2 separate regions of the Hordeum vulgare genome follow, and region 2 is linked to region 1. The links are chromatin contacts, called in public Hi-C maps. All regions are on one chromosome and are shown on one strand. Each heading gives the region's core, a stretch centred on a gene start, on an enhancer-like site or on the middle of the called end of the contact. The rest is flanking DNA. Distances are from core to core; before and after follow the strand shown.

Evidence for each region. A called contact is a pair of places that touch in the nucleus more often than the background predicts.
Region 2: a Hi-C map of seedling shows a contact between it and region 1, with 1.7 times the contacts expected there. The contact joins the promoter of LOC123413261 here to the promoter of LOC123407740 in region 1. A contact is called at or near these places in 1 of 6 Hi-C or Micro-C datasets (seedling) and 1 of 1 datasets of contacts at active chromatin or transcription factors (embryo).

What each region holds. Positions count from the first base shown.
Region 1 is chr7H:101,993,024-101,998,487 of MorexV3_pseudomolecules_assembly, reverse strand. LOC123407740 reads right to left here and starts at 2,479. Exons shown (of 1, transcript XM_045100940.1): 1 at 179-2,479. The coding sequence starts at 2,188. The coding sequence ends at 1,700. LOC123412679 (nucleolin-like) reads left to right here and starts at 2,725. Exons shown (of 11, transcript XM_045105624.1): 1 at 2,725-3,758; 2 at 4,369-4,733; 3 at 4,839-4,928. The coding sequence starts at 2,819.
Region 2 is chr7H:102,136,751-102,142,214 of MorexV3_pseudomolecules_assembly, reverse strand. LOC123413261 (phosphoacetylglucosamine mutase) reads right to left here and starts at 2,570. Exons shown (of 8, transcript XM_045106198.1): 1 at 2,087-2,570; 2 at 1,658-1,777; 3 at 1,416-1,558; 4 at 1,081-1,332; 5 at 591-997; 6 at 308-483; 7 at 132-228; 8 at 1-36. The coding sequence starts at 2,422.

The sequences.
Region 1 (5,464 bases), core at 1,230-3,729:
CCGGTTGTCCATACCTTTTTTGTACACGATGCGGTACCTCAGGCCGAACATCTTTGTCATGATCTTTTGCTGCTAAGGGGTGGCCAGTCGCTGGTCTTCCACATGAATCACGCTCCGCTGGCCCGTGTGTACTGTGAATTCATCATTTTACACATAAGTTCTCCAATGGTCTACTGCCAGCAAAATCACCAAGCCTTCATTCTCAAATGTGCTAAGCATCCTGTTACATGGTCCCAAAGCACGACTCAAGTACCCGATAGAGTGCTTATCCTAAGACAACACTGCCCCGATGCCATAGTTTGATGCATCTGTTTCTAGCTCAAAGGGTCTGGTAAAATTGGGCACTGCCAACACTGGTGTCGTGATCAACGCCTCCTGAAGAGCCCGAAAGGCACCATCCTCCAGCTCCATCCATCGAAATACGACACCTTTCTTGAGAAGATCCTTAAGTGGTCGACAGGTGACGGCAAAACCATGCACAAACTTGCGATAATACCCAACAAGACCCATAAATCCCCGCACTCCTTTGACACTAGTAGGGACTAGCCAGTTTTGAACTGCTGCAATGTTCTTGCGATCTGTGCGAACACCATCACCGCTGATCTCATGCCCCAAGTACAGTAGTTTTGGTCGAGCAAAAGAGCATTTGCTACGTTTGATCTTCAGGTTGTGGTCTTTGAGCAGTTGGAAGACTTGTCATAACAGACTGAGGTGTGCATCCTCGTGTGCGTTGTGGATCAAGATGTCATCGATGAATACCAGCACGCCTTTCTGGAGCAGGGGAGACGGTACAATGTTCATGCCTCCCTGGAATGTGGCTGGTCCACCAGTGACGCCATAAGGCATGACCTTGAATTCAAAGTGCCCATGGTGTGTTTTAAACGTTGTTTTATGCTCATCTTCATGCCTCATCCGAATTTGGTGGTACCCCACACGAAGATCCAAGCTAGTAAACAGACGAGATCCTGCTAGTTCGTCCAAAATCTCTTTGATCACAGGTAGTGGGTAGCGATTTTTGACCGTGATGGCGTTGAGATGCCGGTAGTCCACGCAGAACCGCCAAGTGAGGTCTTTCTTCTGCACCAATAGGACCTGCGACGCGAATGGACTCACACTTAGCCGAATGATGCCTTGCTCTAACATCGTGCCACCTACCTCTCCACCTCATCTTTTTTGCGCTGGGCTGTGCCTGTAGGGGCGCAGATTCATAGGTCTTGCATCAAGGGCCAGAGGAATGGAATGATCAAAAGATCTGCGGTGGCAATCCTTTAGGCTCTTCAAACAAGACCCCAAACTGCTCAATCAGCTCGCCCAAAGCCTCCGAAATCTGTGGCTGCTCCATGTCCTGAGGAGCGGCACATAGTTGGACGACTGTGATGACTGCATCTCGGTCAAGCAGGATGTGGAGTTCTGTTCCGGAGATGAGGTCACAACGAGTGACATCCGCGCGGACTTCAAAGAGGTGCACACACTTCCCTTGGTGCTAAAAATTCATTGTCTTCTCCAACCAACGTACTTGCATAGGGATATTACAGGCCAGCCAATCAATCCCCAAAATCACATCATAACACCCGAGGGGCAGAATCTTGAGGTTGGTGGTGAATTTGACCCCTTGAGAACGCCACTCACACCCCGGTATCTCTTGATCACTGCGAATAATGCCTCCATTTGCCACACACACAGACAAGGGGTGACGCGCCTACTGGACCCCTTGCAATTGGTGAGCCAAAGATGAATTGATGAAACTATGAGATGATCCAGAGTCCACCAGCATCAGAACTTCGCATTGCTGCACCCAGCCATGCAAACACATTATCATGGGTGATTCTGCTCCTTCCAGGGCTTCCTTGGACAACACACAACAGTCTGGTTCACTTGGAACGGTCTCCGCCCGCTCAACCTTGGTCGGAGGCAACCGTGGGGGTGTGTGTGTCTCCCTCAACGATTTCCCCCGTAGATCCGTTGCAAACGTCGTGGACGATGGGCCCATGAGTGCAATCACCACGAGCTTGTAGCTACTCGCCTGGTCGATGCACAGATGCGTTCGCCGCGGATGAAGCATGGGCGACAGATTCGCGAGGCGGATCAGCGGTGCCGTCTCCTTCTCCTTGGTCAGCGCCGGATCAGGGGCTGATGCGGGCGCCGTGCGCATCGCGTGGATGCTCTGACGCAACTTCGTGACCTCCATGTCTACTGAACGCTCGATCGTCGGCCTCCACCCTTGGAGCTCAAGAACGGCGGGTGGATCTCGCTGAGCTGGGCGGACATGGCGGTGATCGTCGCCGTCAGATTAGCCAATGCCTTGTTGGTTTCCTCCATGGATGCGGTTTTTCCGTGTTGGGTCTGGATGATGGAGGGAAATCGGCCGGCCAGATTGATGACGTGGAAAAATTTCGTGAAGATCGGAGTGGCTCTCACACCAATTATTACGCTTCAAGTGGGATTTACTCTCAATCACCGGTTTGATACAAGGATTCAGCCGAATCCGAGGTTCACGCGAGAGGAAGAAGGGGGTTCAAGAGAGAGAAGCCGCCGACAGGTACGAAATACATCAACCACACCCTCGCGCACGAGGGATCGACGCCTTCTTAACCTAGCGTGTGGTGTCTCAGTCTTGGGCTGCAAACCGGCTGTTGGGCTTGATCAGACGAAAGGCACTCCAGCCCAGTAGTGACGACGGGCCGTTGGAGTAGAGGCGCTCGCTGTAGGCAGGCCGTGGGAGGCAGAGGTCGTAACATATCTCCAAACTCCAATCTCCAACCTCACCGTCGAACCACGACACCGAACCTTACACAGCAAACCCTCGGCGACCTTCCCCATGCCTCCGGCCAAAGCCAGGAAACCCCGGCGGCGGCCGCGGGCTGCGGCCGCCTCCCCAGAGAGCTCCTCGGCGCCCCCTCCGGTTGCGGCGGAGACTCCTCCCGCGTCCGCCACCCCAGAGAGATCCCCGGCGCCCCCTCCGGTTGCGGCGGAGACCACTCCCGCGGCCGCCCCGCCAGATACCTCCCCGGCGCCCCCTCCTGTTGCGGCGGAGACACCTCCCGCGTCCGCTACCGCAGAGAGATCCCCGGCGCCCCCTCCTGTTGCGGCGGAGACCACTCCCGCGGCCGCCCCGCCAGATACCTCCCCGGCGCCCCCTCCGGTTGTGTCGGCGACCCCTCCCGAGTCGGCGGAGGCTAGTGTTACGGTTGCGGAGGATGGTGGCGGGAACGACAAGATGGCGGTGGAGGATCTCGGTGAGGTGGGGCGTGAGGAGGCCACCGGGGCGGAGTCCCTAGAGGAGGAAGCCTACGAGGAGGAGCCGGATGAGGAGGTGTTGGAGGAGGAGGACCCTGATGCGGAGGATGATCCCGAGGAAGCGGAGGAGGATCTAGAGGACGCGGAGGAGGATGCTGAGGACGCTGAGGAGGAATCCGATGAAGTCGAGCATGATGAGAAGGATACCGTTCTGGCGGCTGGGTCGGAGAAGACGGCGACTGTGGATGGCGGTGATGAGGAGAAATCAATGGTAACGGTATCCAAGGAGGGCGGCGGTGAAGTTACAGGGTTGGAGTCTGCCGTGGTAGAGGAGGCCGCTAATGTGGATGATGGACTAGAAGAGGCAGAAGAGGAGGAAGCTGAAGAGGATGCAATGGAAGAGGCAGAAGAGGAGGAAGTTGAAGAGGATGCAATGGAAGAGGCAGAAGAGGAGGAAGTTGAAGAGGATGCAATGGAAGAGGATACTACAGAGCTCCCGGGAGAAGGTGCCGCCCCAGATGGTAAGTAGGGCTAGCCTATTCACGTATATTACGCAGTTCAATGCTATCTTTTTTTATAGCAATAATAATCTTGTTTTTGACTGGACTTGTGTTAGACGTTATCGCTTACAGTTTGGTGTTGTTAGGTTGAGGGTGGAGGAATCTCGTATTAATAATGTTGCATGGGAAATGGAGATTTTGTTTAGCCTTTGTCAATAGATTTTGTACCCTCACTTGCTTATTGGTGAGCACTTATGTGTCAAAATGGACCGAAGACATGAAGCTGACAATTAGCTAATTCATATATGGCATATGCCAATTTTGTCGGTTTTTACATAAAGCAAGGTTGCCATAGAGACCGAGTGCCATCTCATTAAACATGTACCCTCATGGTTGGAATGTTCAGTAGTTTATTTGTCTATTAGCACCAAACATAAAATCTATTTGTGAGGAATACTGCTGTGTATTTTTGTCATATAACACACATTCTTATGCTGAACATTATGCTTGACACTATTTCCTGTCGGATAAAAAATGCAAATTGCTTGCAAAAATCATGTTTCTCGTGCCCTATACTATGTCCAACTAGTTGATGGTTTTAACGCGGTCATCTTTTCCATGTATGCTCCAGACATGAATGAACTATCTGAAGAAGAACATGAAGAATCTGGGCATGAAGGTACAAATGGGAATAACGACGAGGATGGTGTTGCCTGCCAGTTGAATGTCCATTCTGAGGTGCAGAATGGTGAACTTGACTCCTCATTGCTCACACTGGGTTCAGTTTCAGTGGGCAATGCTAAAGACTTACAAATATTTCTTCATGGATTGCCTAAGGGTTGTCCCGAGAAAGACATTACAGAGGTCTTTTCTCAATTCGGAGAGATCGAATCTATTAAAAGAATTAGAAAAAAGAATGGCGGCGTTGCATTCGTTCGTTATATGAGCACTGAAGCTGCAAAGAAGGCTCTTGCCGAATTTAAGGAGGGAGCTGAGGTTTTGACGCAATAAACCCTTCTGTCCCTCGAATGGTTTTTCTTTGAATATGTCTTAGTTTGTTGAATAACGGCCATTATTTTCTTTGCATATTATTTTTCTCAGGTGACAGGGGAAATGGTTAAAGTATCAGCTTCTAGAGGTGATAATACTCTTTACCTTAGAAACATCTGCAAGAGCTGGACAAAAGAGCAGGTAAGATATAACAAGCTTTTTCTGATCCTGATGTTTAGAAAATCCATACATTACGTAATCCTTACATATACTCTTTCAACAGTGCTATGGTCTGAATATGTTGAATATTAGAATATTTCCATATAAATAGGAACTTATTGAGGCTGTTTGGCTCTTTGGAAGATATTGAATTTGGAAAAACTAATCTTTATATGTGTATAAAAGGCTTTTTGTTTGCCGCACTGTTTTTCAGTAGAAACGACTAGTCGTTGACTAGTCGACGAGTCGTGACTGAAAGTCGACTCAACATGTTGACTTGAATCATTGCCTTAGTCAAGCGACCCAATCGACTAGTCTCGACCGGTCCAGGTTTTTGAGTCGAACGACTAAAAGCTGGCCCTGCCTGTCATATGTTTTTCTATTTCCCCGACCCAAACCTATCCCGTGACCCACCTTGGCCGGCGCGCTGCTCCTCTCCTGTACCTATTGCTTAACTCATGTCGATTAGTCAACCATGATATTAGACTAGTCACAACTAGTCAAAAGTCGCTACCCTA
Region 2 (5,464 bases), core at 1,321-3,820, 140 kb before region 1:
ATGGTCGCACAAAGCACCGCCCGTGAGAGTGGTTAACTGCAATAAAATACATAAGTTTTAGTACATTTTCATTCATCAATGTTCAGATTTTAGATCGAACAAAAATGTCACACAAATGAGATATTACTCACCGACTTCCTTATCTATCAATTCTTGCAAGCCAGATGGTTGGCAAACTTTCCGTTCTGCATCGGTTGTAACAATAGTAGTCCGATCTTTCACTTTAACCTGAACAACCGTCACAATTATGGAGGCAAAATAGCAACTTGGAGTAGTGCATTCTATAATTACAAAAGTAACAACTTGCCTTGAGTTGTTTGCTTGGTAGATCAGTGTATAGGTCACACCAATTCTGGAATGACCATCTCTTATGCTGTAAAACAGCCTCCACCAAAAGCATTCCACTTATAGCGTCACCCACTGCTTGATTAATTAATTGACTTGTCGCTAATAATCTCAAGGCAGCTTGGTGCTGTGGAGAACCTGAGGAAAGAGTTAAGGGAAGAGAATTTAGATCAACACGGGGAAAACAATACATGAACTAACAAAAAAGAATGAAAAAGCTTTTGTACAAGCCATGAACAGCTCACCTGCAGCTTCAGAAAGCTTAGCGGTCAAAGACACTAGACGCGAGACAAACTCATCAGCGAATAGCACTGTCCCATGTCCATTGGCCTCAAAGTAGATACCAATATCGTATTCTAGAGCTTTCTTGTGGAGATATTTCACTCCTGTTGAAGTGAAGACAACTTCAAGACCAAGGTTATTAAGAAATTCTGTTGATGCTCCATTGGCATAAGCAGTTTGAACTACACCAAACCTTGTAGGCAATAATCCTTTGTTGTCTTTTCCATTGATAATATCCAACTGTTCTCTGATAAAGAGGACAAATAGTGATAATATCTTATCGCCATCGACAAGATCAACACTAGTCTTGCTAAGCGATGTAACATGAAAATAAACAAGTCTATCTGCATCTCCATCAAAACTTGCACACCTGAATGTTATATCAGAATGTCCACATAAGTATCCATCATTATGAACATATAGCAGCAAATTTAAACAGTAATCAAGACTCACCTGACGCCAACATCATCAGGGCCAAACCCAAGAGGAAGAACCTTCTCCTTTTGAACAAAGTCAGCACCACACCTTTCATTCAGTATTCCTTCTCCTTCTTTTCCTGAATTTCTCACAAGAATGTCTAATCTGGCCAGATTTGGCTTTATTTGTTCCAACTTCAACCCACCAATACCATTTGCGCCATCCACAATCAGTTTCTCATTTAGTTCATCGATGCCTTTAGCATCAGGGGTTAATTCCAATAAATGCCTGTTGTGCCAATCAATGCAATTGTTCAGCAAATAATGCAGTGTTCTCCGTGACTGATTACACGTGCAGGAATGACAAACGACCTGAATGACTCGGTGATTTGTGTGAAATAATCTGCTTCAGAGGCTTTCAATCCTTTGTTTTTGTTCCGAACCATCCAGTGTAGCTGTGGAGTTGTCAGGATCCCCATGTCAAGTGCAACTGAACCTACTATTGCGCTTATACCCTTCACGAAAGTGTTTTAGATAAGTATAATCAGATCAACTCAACCAACAGATATGTCCGTACTATTACTAAAACATAACAGAGGGGGTTAATGCCATACTTTGGTTGCAACGTCGAGGAGGTACTCTCCGGTAGGCCTCGTGTCTCTTGCCAGCAGCACTTGTGCCGAGTGACCTCCACCAAGTGTGATCCCTTCATCCTTTGCAAACTGAAGCACCAGCTGCAAATAAACAAAGACCCAAGGGAATGTGATAACGAAGGAGAAGGTTGGTAGGAACTACGAGTAGTAATCTGAATAAACTGAACATCTTAGGCATCCCACTAGTCCAATCCAATGCTAAAATCGAGGCATCCTATCCTGGTTTGGCTTTCAAACATCATCAGTACAATACTACAATTAGCATCGCTAGACCTCTTTATTATCCAACTAACTGAGGCATTATGAATTCAAATCAACGTAAGAGATACAGCAAGTATGCACGAGCAGGAAGAACTGTATAGAACTCAGCTGAGTTGATCTTTCAGCTACCTGCAGGAGGGCGTCGGGGGTGGGGGCATTGGCGAGGGCGTCGGAGAAGGGCTCCCAGGCCTGCGACATCATGCCGCCGTCGGCGTCCACGATCTTGACGCCGTTGTCGCCGACGGGGTTGTGCGACGCCGTGATGACCAGCCCGACGGCGGCGCCGCCCAGCTTCACGGAGCGCAGCGCCGCCACGATCCCGGCGCGGCACACCGCGGGGGCCATGGTGCTCCCGTCGGCGCGGAACCCCGCCGTCCCGTAGGAGAAGGTCGCGCCGTCCGGCACGGGGAAGAGAGACGCCGCGGCGATCAGGGCCGCGCGCTGCTCGTCTCCTGGGTCGGCCATGGCGGCAGGGGCGGATCTGGACGGCGTTGGGAAGCAGGGATGCGACGGGGCAGCGAGCCTAGCTGGCTGGGTTGGACTGGAGCTGGGAAGGTCGGAGTCGAAGTTGACTCGGAAGAGGTGAACCGAATGTTGATCAGTTGATGGTTCACTTTAGAGCATCTCCAAAACCCTCAAGATATGAGGGCCGTGCTCTGGAAAAATACAGTTTTTGCGCAGCCATTTCGAACGCTCAAGTTAAGACGTAAAAAATACGAGCGTGATAAAAACGGTTCAGTGTTCAGAATGAAATGGCATCGCACACTGTTTATTTCATGCGTTCGCTCTTGCACGCTGCACACTCTCCAGCCGTGCCGTTTTCGCCCCACCCACGTTTGCGCCGGTGAATTCGCCTGATGAACGGCCACGCTAACATCCTCATCACCCCTTCCTGCACCCGCGACCCCACCGCTGCCGCCGCCGTCGTCGTCGTCGCAAACCCTAGCTTGAAGAGCTTTGGCTTCGCCTTCGTCGGTGCTCCTCCAAGCACCGGTCTCACGCGCGGCCTTTTCATGGCGCCACGGTCGACCTCGGCGGTGGGTGCCGTCGCATCGCGTCCGTCGTGAAGCCATTGTTGGGGAACGTTGCATGGGAAACAAAAAAATCCTACGCACACGGAAGACCTATCCATGGTGATGATCATCTACGAGAGGGGAGATCGGATCCACATACCTTGTAGATCGCTAAGTGGGGAGCGTTAAGAAACGCGGTTAATGTAGTCGAATGTCTTCACGATCCAAATCGCAAGCCGTCCCACGAACTCCGTCCCGATCTAGCGTCGAACGGACGACACCTCCGCGTTCAGCACACGTACAACTCGATGACGATCTCCGCCTTCTTGATCCAGCAAGAGAGGCAGAGAGGTAGATGAGTTCTCCGGCAGCACGACGGCATGGCGGTGGTGGTGGTGAAGTAATCCAGCAGGGCTTCGTCAAGCTATGCCGGACTAATCTAGACGAGGGAGACGATCTATGGAGGAGAGGGGAGCACGTGGCTTTTCTGTTGTAGTTTGCACTCAAAATCTCCACTATATATAGGAGGAATAGGAGGGAGGGTTGCCTTGCCTCCTACTCCAAGGAAGAGGGTTCGACCGAGCCAAGGGAGGAGATTCCTCCTCCAATTCGGTTCGGTGGAGGACTCCCTTCCTACTTGGCCACCTCATTCCTTTTTTCCTTTCCTTTTATTTTTGCACCTTGGTCGAAAAATAGGTTTGTTGGGTTGGCCGCACCATCCCACTAGGGGCTGGTGCGCCACCTCTAGGCCTATTAGGTCCTCTCCCGGGTGGGTGCCCCTCCTGGTAAAAACACGGAAGCCATTTGTCACTCCCGGTACTTTACCGGTAATGTCCGAAATTTTTCCGGAAGCCAAATGCAACTTTCCTATATATCAATCTTTACCTCTGGACCATTCCGAAGCTCCTCGTGACGTCCAGGATCTCATACGAGACTCCGAACAACTTCCGGTCACGAACATACATAACTCAATAATACCAAAACGTCACCGAACCTTAAGTGTGCAGACCCTGCAGGTCCGAGAACTATGCAGACATGACCTGAGACACTCTCCGGTCAATAACCAATAGCGGGACCTGGATGTCCATATTGGCTCCTACATATTATATGAAGATCTTTATCGGTTGAACCTCTATGTCAAGGATTCAGTTAATCCCGTATAACATTCCCTTTGTCCTTCGGTATGTTACTTGCCCGAGATTCGATCGTCGGTATCTCTATACCTATTTCAATCTTGTTATTCGCAAGTCTCTTTACTCGTTCCGTAATACAATATCTCGTGGTTAACTCTTTAGTCGCATTGCTTGCAAGGCTTGTTTGTGATGTTGTATTACCGAGTGGGCCCCGAGATACCTCTCTGTCATACGGAGTGACAAATCACAGTCTTGATCCATGCTAACTCAACGGACACGTTCGGAGATACCTGTAGAGCACCTTTATAGTCACCGAGTTATGTTTCGACGTTTGATACACAAGGCATTTCTCCGGTGTTAGTGAATTACATGACGTCATGGCCATAGGAATGTATACTTGACATGGAGAAAACAGTAGCAATAAACTAACACGATCACATGCTACGTTCATAGTTCGGGTCTTGTCCATCACATCATTCTCCTAATGATGTGATCCCGTTATCAAGTGACAACGCTTGTCTATGGCTAGGAAACCTTAACCATCTTTGATCAACGAGCTAGTCAATTAGAGACTTACTAGGGACAGTGTTTTGTCTATGCATCCACACATGTATTTGTGTTTCCATTCAATAATACTCTAGCATGGATAATAAACGATTATCTTGAAACAGGAAATATAATAATAACTATTTTATTATTGTCTCTATGGCATATTTCCAATAGCCACGTGCCCCCCTCTCGAAGCTCCCAAATGCGGCGGTAGCGAAGGCGGGTAAGGTGTCCGGGAAGAAGAACAAAGCGGCGGACGACTCCTTTATGCGTCCGAAGAAGAAACTTGCATGGCGTGCGATGGATGCGGCGACGTCCGAAGCGTCGGCGTGCTCACTTGTTGCACCGACGGTCGATGCGCACAACGTGTTCGATGAAATGCCCACAAGGTATGACTTCGCCCACTTCTTTTCATTGTTGTTTTTACATGAATTGGAGGAGAAGAAATTGGCCACGGAGGAGCGAACTAGATTGTTGGAATGAGACAAATACTTGGTCTTCATGGACACATCTACCCTCGATGAGAAGCAAAAGGAGTACGTCAATCTTGCCAGTGAAGAAGTCTTGGTCCAAAAAAGAGCCATGGCCATGGGAGGCATGGGAGCTACTATGGGAGGCATGGGTGGCATGGGTGGCATTGGAGGCATGGCTACCATGGGAGGCATGGGTGGCTTCAGAGCTACCATGCGCGGCATGGGAGGAATGTGTGGCTACGGAGCTACCATGGGGGGGCATGGGAGGCATGGGTGGCTTTAGAGATACCATGTGAGACAGGAGTTTTGCGTCTCTCATGGAAGGCATGGGAGCACCTC